Regions from separate parts of the Sus scrofa genome. Here region 1 is linked to region 2. Evidence: chromatin contacts called from public HiChIP or PLAC-seq data. All regions are on one chromosome and are shown on one strand. The core of a region is the stretch at or near the end of the contact, and the rest is flanking DNA. Distances in the headings are between cores, read along the strand shown. Region 1 holds the start of AHNAK (neuroblast differentiation-associated protein AHNAK). Region 2 holds the start of SLC3A2 (4F2 cell-surface antigen heavy chain).

Region 1 (3,817 bases), core at 592-3,091, 270 kb before region 2:
GACAGACATGACGCAAGACATGGGCGCTAGAGAAACAGCCAAAAAAGCCACACAAGGATGCTCACAACCCGTGCACACAGACATACAGCAGCCCCAGATCCAGCAGCAGCTCCTCACAGCCCAGAGCAGGCCTACAGCCGCTGCCTTCACCAGCTCCCAGAAGACACCTGTCTGGGCAGCGCCAGGCCCTGCCCATCATGGACGAGCCTATTACCTGTTAACCTGGCGCCCAGAGTCTGCACCTCCCGCCGCCGTGAGCACCTGCCTAGCTCCTCCCTGGCACCTGGCTGCTGGGGATACACAGCAGTCAGTTCTGGGCGGCAGGTTCCGCAGTAACTGGGCTTCCAGTTCTACTCCACAACTTCCCAGCTACATGCTCTCGGCAAATGACATTGCTCCAAACCACACCTCCTACCAGGAGGAAGTTTTTCCAGCCTCATCCACCCGCGGCCCCTCACCCTCACGCTGGACTTTTTGGCACCTCGACCTCCAGGGCAGCTCCCTACCCCCACCCCAGCCGGCGGCGGATTTCTGGGCTCCGCCCTGCCGCCTGTCCCCACCTCTGTCCCCTGGCCCCTCCCACTCCTAGTCCCAGAGCTCCAAGTTCATGCTTCCTGCGGGGAGAGAAATCCCTTTTTCGTTCCCTAAGAGGGACTCCCCTCTCTTTGTGGCAGGAACTGGGGACAGCTTACATTCCCCAGCAGGAAGTCTCCACGCCTGATCACCGCGCCAGAAAAGAATGGGCTTTGACCCACAACACCAGGGATTAAGACCCCAGCTCGGAGGGGGTTGTCTTCCTGCGGGGGCGGGAGGAGCCGGGGCGAGGAGAGCGGCGAAGTCTCACCCTGGGGGGTGGATCAGTTTGGGAGCCGCCCTCCGCCCAGGCGGAGGCCAAGCTCTCCGCCCAGTGGCGGGGCTTCGCTAGTGCAGGGGCTGGGGCCCGGCCACTCGGCCCAGCTGCCAAAGAGCCGCCCCCAGCCCGGCCAGGACGCAAAGCCAGGCGCTTCCCCTTCCCCTAGAACCTCCGCTCCGGCCCCCGGGGACCGAGCAGGATGCCCCTCCCTGACCGGCCGTGTGCAGCGCCTCGCTCGGACTCCATCGGCCAGGGCCTCATCCCAGGGCTGTGCTCACCCTCTCTCTGGGGCTTCCGGACACAAACCCCGGGACCCCCGAACCCCTCTGGGCCGGAGAAACTTACTTTAGTCCTTACCTACAACCCCTGCAGCCCCAAGAAACCTCCACCACCAGGGCGGAGTGCCATTGCTGTCCTCTGCCCCGTGAGCCCCAGAGGCAAGCAGAGGTGACACATCCAGGACCACCACGCACAGCCGGAGACACCCCCCTCATAGGTAATAACACGTATCTCGCTGCTATGACACAAGTGGTTACAGGGACTTGACACCACGGTGAAAGAGCAACCCCAGACCCAAGCCCAGCCCAGCTGTCCCCCTGATGAAGAAGAGGGGCTCCATCAAAACACACACTCCTGCTGAGCCCGCTGTGGCCCACCCACGGGGCCCCCACACCTCCGCAGGCTTGCCCAGGGCTGGAGGAAACTGCGCATGCTCAGGAAGGCCTGGGAACCCAGTGGGATGGTTGCAGCTCAGGGAAATGCCAGCTGCCCTCCCTGGGCGTCTGGATGAAGCCCATGGGGGACCAAAGGAAGAGCAGAAGGCCCTACATACCCACCCACCAAAAGGTCCCATTCTAACCTCTCTCCAGGGCATGCGCAAACGGTCAGCCTTGCTCCAGGGAGAGAAGCTGGGGGCTTCTGGGAGTGGGGGGTGGGGGACACAGAGCCAGCAGGGGAGAGTTCCCAGCAGGGCAGGAGTCCGACTAGCTCTCCCAGTCTGTCTGCCTGTCCCCAGGCGGTTCCCAAGTTCCCAGGAAGGTGGTGACCACACCCCAGAGCCCCACCCACCCCCACCACCCCCACAGCTTTGCCCCAACCCCTCAAACCAGCTCCTCAGGCTCTGAGTGGCGTGCTCTGCCAGGGCCAGCCAGCCAATTGCAAATGAGCTAAGGAATCCAGCCCGGCAGTGCCCGGGCACCTCCACCCACGGCCCCCTGGGACTAAGGTGACCCCAGGGACCCCCAGCCTATTCCCTGCCTTTGACCGATGCTGGCCTTCTCCCTCCACAGGTCTCCCACAGATCGCTCTCTTGTGTCCCACTTAGATCCCTGGACCTGGAGCCTCGCCCTCCTGAAGCAAACCCTCGGCTCTGCGGGGTTAGCTCTTCAAAAGGTAACCCGGGCCAGGACCCCAGAGTAGCACTAAGCCCCACGGGACTTTGGTGGCTCCCCGTGTGTCCCGGTTCTCTGAACAATGTCCCAGCAGATAACCTTTAAGGACAGGGCTTTGGGGAGGGGCTCAGACACCCTCCAGTCCTCGCTAGCGATATTCCAGAACCCTCGTCCTCTGCTAGTCCAGCTCTCACGGTCCCAGGTCCTCTCCCCAGTCCCCCTCATCGCACAGCTAGGAACAAGGCAGTACCCCTAAGGCTGGGACTCCCTTCTACTTCCCACTCCACACGCAAGCCAAGTTCTGGCCCAGCCCAGCATCCCTGGGGGCCAGGGACTAGGAAGCTTCCCCATTCAGCTTCGAAAAGGAAGTGAGTGCCACACCCTGCCCCTGGGATCACCCTTATGGGGGGCAGGAGAATGAAAGCAGAATTGACTCCCCAGGAGTTCCCTTGTAGTGCAGCAGGTTAAGGATCTGGCCTTGTCACTGCAGCGACCTGGGTTCGATCCCTGGCCCAGGACCTTCCGCATGCCCATGCCGCAGGGACAGCCAACAAAAAAGAAGCTACTCCCCTAATTTAGACCCAGCACAGGCAAGGAGGCCCTAAAAGGCCTTCCAAGGCATCTTCAGCCTCCCTCCTTCCCTCCTCCCCACTCCCTTGACTTCACCTGTAGCCACAGGCCACCACCCCCCAGCCCCTGCACCCCAGGCATCACTGTGTCCCACAAAAATCAACCCAGTTCCTATCACTTGTTAGGCTGCACCCAGAAGAGCACGGGATCCTACAGTCAGGGGCTGGAGTCTAGTAGAGAAAACTTTCAAAACCAGTTATTGCTGGGGTGGGGTGGGGGGTGGATTATTGGGAGCCCAGCGCTATGCTGGGGACGCAGAGGTAACTAGCTGGATCCCTTTTTCTCTGGAAAGTCCAAGTCATTCTCGAAGGAGCACATTGCCATGGGAGGATCCCACCCTGCCTTTCCACAAACCCACTCTACGGAGCAGGGCACTCAGCAGCAGGCTCCCTGGAGGGACCTCGCCACCTCCACCCCGGCAGCCACGCCCTGCGAAAGGCGCGAGCACGCACAAGGCACACAATTCTCGGTGACCGTAATGCGCAGAGGCGCCGAAGCCGTCCCCACGTGGTGCCTGGAGCCCAGCGAGTGCCCTGAGATGCCCACTCCGCGCTCCTCCCACGCAAGGGGCACAGCCGGCCCTGCTTAGATCCCACGTGTCCCTCGTGGCCAGCGAGGGGCTGCGCCCCCGCATCCCGGCGCCCTGGCACTGCAGGGGGGCCCGAGCCCAGCCAGCCGAGGGCCAGCCCTCGCACATCGCGCACCCTCTCCCTGCATGGGAGAGCCTTACATAACACAGCTCTCTGAACACACCCTAAGCCCAGGGCCTTTCCCCCTCCACCGCACGACCTCGCCCCCCAGCCGGCTCTCCAGGAGCGCGCCTCTGGAGTGAAGGGCTCCAGAGCAGGCAGCCGAGCTCTCCTCCTACGCCAGCCGCGATCCTGCCCCCGCCCTCCCACACAAGCCCCTTCCACCCCCCTCGCCTTTGCCCCTCACCACTCCT
Region 2 (3,639 bases), core at 951-3,450:
TTAATCAACTAACCTTTTAACTCTGGAACCTTTTAACTCTGGAACAAGATGCTCCTTTGAGGATGCAGGAACAAGGTGCCCCTGAATGAGAAGATCATGAAATCAGTAGAGTACCTTAAAAAACCAAAAGGATCCCAGCTAATATGTAAGCCAAGGGAAGCTAAACAAATGCTACCCACTGGAAGTTGCTGTACCTCAGACAGTTCCTTACGGAACATGTTTTCATCCTCTCTCCCTGTTAGCCCCAGTGGGTTCACCATTACTGGCTCTGGGGCTAGGACAGGGGTTAAGACAGGATGCTTGCTCTCCTCACTGGCACTGGAGACAAGTTATAACCAAGGTTACAAGTACTCACCACTCTCAACTCTTTCCATGAGTTTGACCATGAGCAGATCAGCAGGGATCTAGGAAACAAAAGACAAAATAAGAGCTCAGGAATCACCACTACAAGGAACAAAGAACCCAGAAAGTCATCAACTGAAGCTTTGACAACACTCCCTCCAGATGGTAGTTACCCACGCTCACACATACATTAATTTACCACAGTATTGGTAGGAGTAACTTACCTTAAGACAGATGAATGTATCACCATCAAGACAACCTGTAGAACAGCAGCAAATGGTTATTTTAAAATACTATCACAAGATAACACTTTTTCATTCATGTAAACTGCCATCAGAACTCTAACATGCTATTAAGTGTTGGACCTCACAGAGGATCAGCATTGTCAATTCAAATCATCTGACAGTGACATATGAGTGAAGGAAGAGAACACCCTCACAGAACCAACTGTGCTGCTTGCTGTCTCCCTCCCCAGGAAAATCATTGCAAAAGGAAGAAACTGAAGGAGCAAAAAGGTAACACTGCTTCACTGCCCATTTGCTCTGTGGGGAACAACAGAGGCCACCCCAATGCCCCAGTTGGAAAAATTACCTGTATTCATCCTGGGAGGCACTTGAATTCCTTAGGATTGGTGATGAGCTGAAGACAGAAAAGGGAGGCATTTAATGTACTTAAGAACAACCATTAAAAAGCCTCGAGTACTCCCCGCCCACTTCTCAGTAGTTAAGATGACATCACTTTTTTGAGTTCAGGCATATGCTTGTCATTTTACCGTTCATCATGGAGTGGCCAGTGCAACCTGAACGAGCAAGTCCCAACCAGGCGCTGTGCTCATACCCATAATGGCATAAAGCATCGTATGCCCACCTGGAACACCAACGCCGTGCTTGATCGATACAGAGATAGGTCTTGTCCCATCCTCCAGCCTGTACACTCCCTGGAACTCAACCACATCTGAAAAATACCGAAGAACATTCTTCACTATACCCCCAGCCTAACTCTCCCCCGCAGTGTCTTAGCAACTCGAAACAAAAAGACCCAAACATGAAACATGGGCTGCGGATGGTGCTACTCAGAAATTTTACTTTCTCCACTAATCCATCAGTAAGAGAGAGCTCAATTCTTGAAATCATCCCTGTAGCACACACCGATGTACCTCTGCACATGTCCAACAACACAGAAACAAAGGGCGCAAAGCCAGGCCACGAGCACTTACTCCAACGACAGGCCTTCCCGACCCTTCAGAGTTCGATGCGCGCCCAAACCCTGCAGACAAAAGAACCTTAGGTCAGACCTCGGATTATCTCGCCAAAGCTGCGTTTTCCGAAGCTAAGGCGGCGTCAGCTGTGCCAGGCCGGTCTCCTCAGAGTTCCTTATCCTCACGGAGCTCAGTACAGGTCTGTGAAAATGTTCTCATCACAGAAAGGCCAGTCGGCACGGCCCGCCATCGCCATTTTGTCCTTCACAAAGCCCTTGCCGCTCTAAGGCCTCAACACCTAGGCCATGTTTCCTCTCCCCTCCCCCACCAGCCTAATAGGTGCCACAGAGAAAGGACAAGGCGCGGGCACGCTCGCGTCACGACTTTCTTACCGCGAGAAAACGAAAACGCCGACCGAAAGCCCGGGAAAAATGAGACCGAAGAGGCACCGCGAGACACTTAAATACCAGCGCGCAGAGGTCCACGGGATTTGGGGGCGGGACTAAGGCAGGCGCAAGCGCAGAAGGAGAGGGCATGCGTGCCTGATGGGCTGTGGATGGAGATTTTCAAAGGCTGCTGTTGAATGTGCACGCCCTGAAACTGCAGCGCGAAAAAGGAGCGCATGCGCTTAGGGGTTGCGCAGGCGCGCCTATCGTGCTGCAGAGAGGTTTGGTCTTTACTGCGGCTGCTGGTGAGGCTGTGACGCCGAGTTCTCAGCTTCCCGCCGATCCTGTCCAGACGCTCCGTCTTGGTCATAGCCGACTGCCCCAATACCCTTCCCTGAGCTCCCCTTGCCACCACACACCCTAAACCTGTGTGCAGGGTCCGATTCCATGGACCCCGAACCTCACGAACCCTCGACCGGCGTCGTCTTGGTTCCGCACCAGCCGCCCAGCGAGCACTCGGGGCCTGGTGCTCAGGGTCCCAGCGCGGGGGGCAACTCAGGTACTGCTGGGCCCCGGGCTGAGCTCGAGTGGAGGGCCCTTGCATGGAACTGTTTCGGGAAGGTGAATCAGGCCATAGATGTTCTTGAAATTCATAACAGCCGTTGATATCTCTAACTGGTCACCTCTACCCTACTGTCTGGTCCAACTTCTCCGGGAGCTTGGCTTATAGTAGGGCTAACATTAGCTGACACTTGAATTGCCGCTTTAAGCACGTTACATGAATTGGTTATTCTTTAGTCCTCTAAATCCAGAGATAGATCTGTTGCCAAAATACCGGCTGCATCTACGCCAATGCCAAATAGAGGAGGAGACAGAAGTAGCCTTAACGGGGAGGCCAAGAGGGAGCACAGCAGGCTAGTGCCTAAAGGACTATGCCCCCTGGAGGAGGTAGTGAGGAGACTTAACAGTGTTCAAGGAGCAGGGCCTGATCGGCTTGGGGACATTTATGGGATTCTTTGGTGGTGAGGTAATGGGAGTCCATCATATCATCAACCTTCTGGTCGCAGCTGGTCTGGGGGGTCTCCATGCTTGGGGGTAGCATACAGTTAACTTCTTCCACTCGGTGGGGGCTTCAGCACCTGCAAAAGAGCTCCGAGGGCATGGCTCAGAATATCTATAGTCCTTGAGGAAAAGCTAAAGGTTCTTGACTTTGTTGAATGGCTAAACTATTTTGTCTTCTTAACTGTTTTCCTTTTTCTCTGTAATTTCTTACTTCTCTTGATTAAATTGATCCCTTGACTAAAGTTTTTCTATGGACAAAAAGGCAAGCAGAGAATATGAGTTGGGGGGTCCACTCTGCCAAGGTTTCACAGGGCTCTGCTGGGTTAAAGGCACAATACCATTTTATAGATGAGGGACTGCAGGTGTAGCGTTCAGCCCCAACTCCAGCCTGATGTCAGGGTGGTTCCAGTCAGTGACACTCTTGTTACTGAGGCCACTCAGCATTAGTTTATTAATTTCTAGTGGTAAACACCTAGGGTACCAGTATATTTTATAATCATTTATGAAACTCTTATTGGAGTTCCCGTGGTGGTGCAGTGGTTAACGAATCTGACTAGGAACCATGAGGTTGAGGGTTCGGTCCCTGGCCTTGCTCAGTGGGTTGGGGATCCGGCGTTGCCGTGAGCTGTGGTGTAGATTGCAGACGCGGCT

Evidence for each region. HiChIP or PLAC-seq counts read pairs in DNA pulled down with a chosen protein or histone mark.
Region 1: a contact with region 2 is called in an H3K27ac HiChIP or PLAC-seq map of alveolar macrophages, with 3 times the contacts expected there. The contact joins the promoter of AHNAK here to the promoter of SLC3A2 in region 2. A contact is called at or near these places in 1 of 47 Hi-C or Micro-C datasets (embryonic fibroblasts) and 1 of 2 datasets of contacts at active chromatin or transcription factors (alveolar macrophages).

Annotation. Positions count from the first base shown.
Region 1 is chr2:9,185,008-9,188,824 of Sscrofa11.1, reverse strand. AHNAK (neuroblast differentiation-associated protein AHNAK) reads right to left here and starts at 1,841. Exons shown (of 10, transcript XM_013994215.2): 1 at 1,713-1,841.
Region 2 is chr2:8,917,631-8,921,269 of Sscrofa11.1, reverse strand. SLC3A2 (4F2 cell-surface antigen heavy chain) reads left to right here and starts at 2,200. Exons shown (of 11, transcript XM_003353809.4): 1 at 2,200-2,485. The coding sequence starts at 2,374. LOC100627892 (a long non-coding RNA gene) reads right to left here and starts at 2,040. Exons shown (of 9, transcript XR_002341464.1): 1 at 1,933-2,040; 2 at 1,559-1,608; 3 at 1,210-1,296; 4 at 934-981; 5 at 567-601; 6 at 356-404; 7 at 1-81.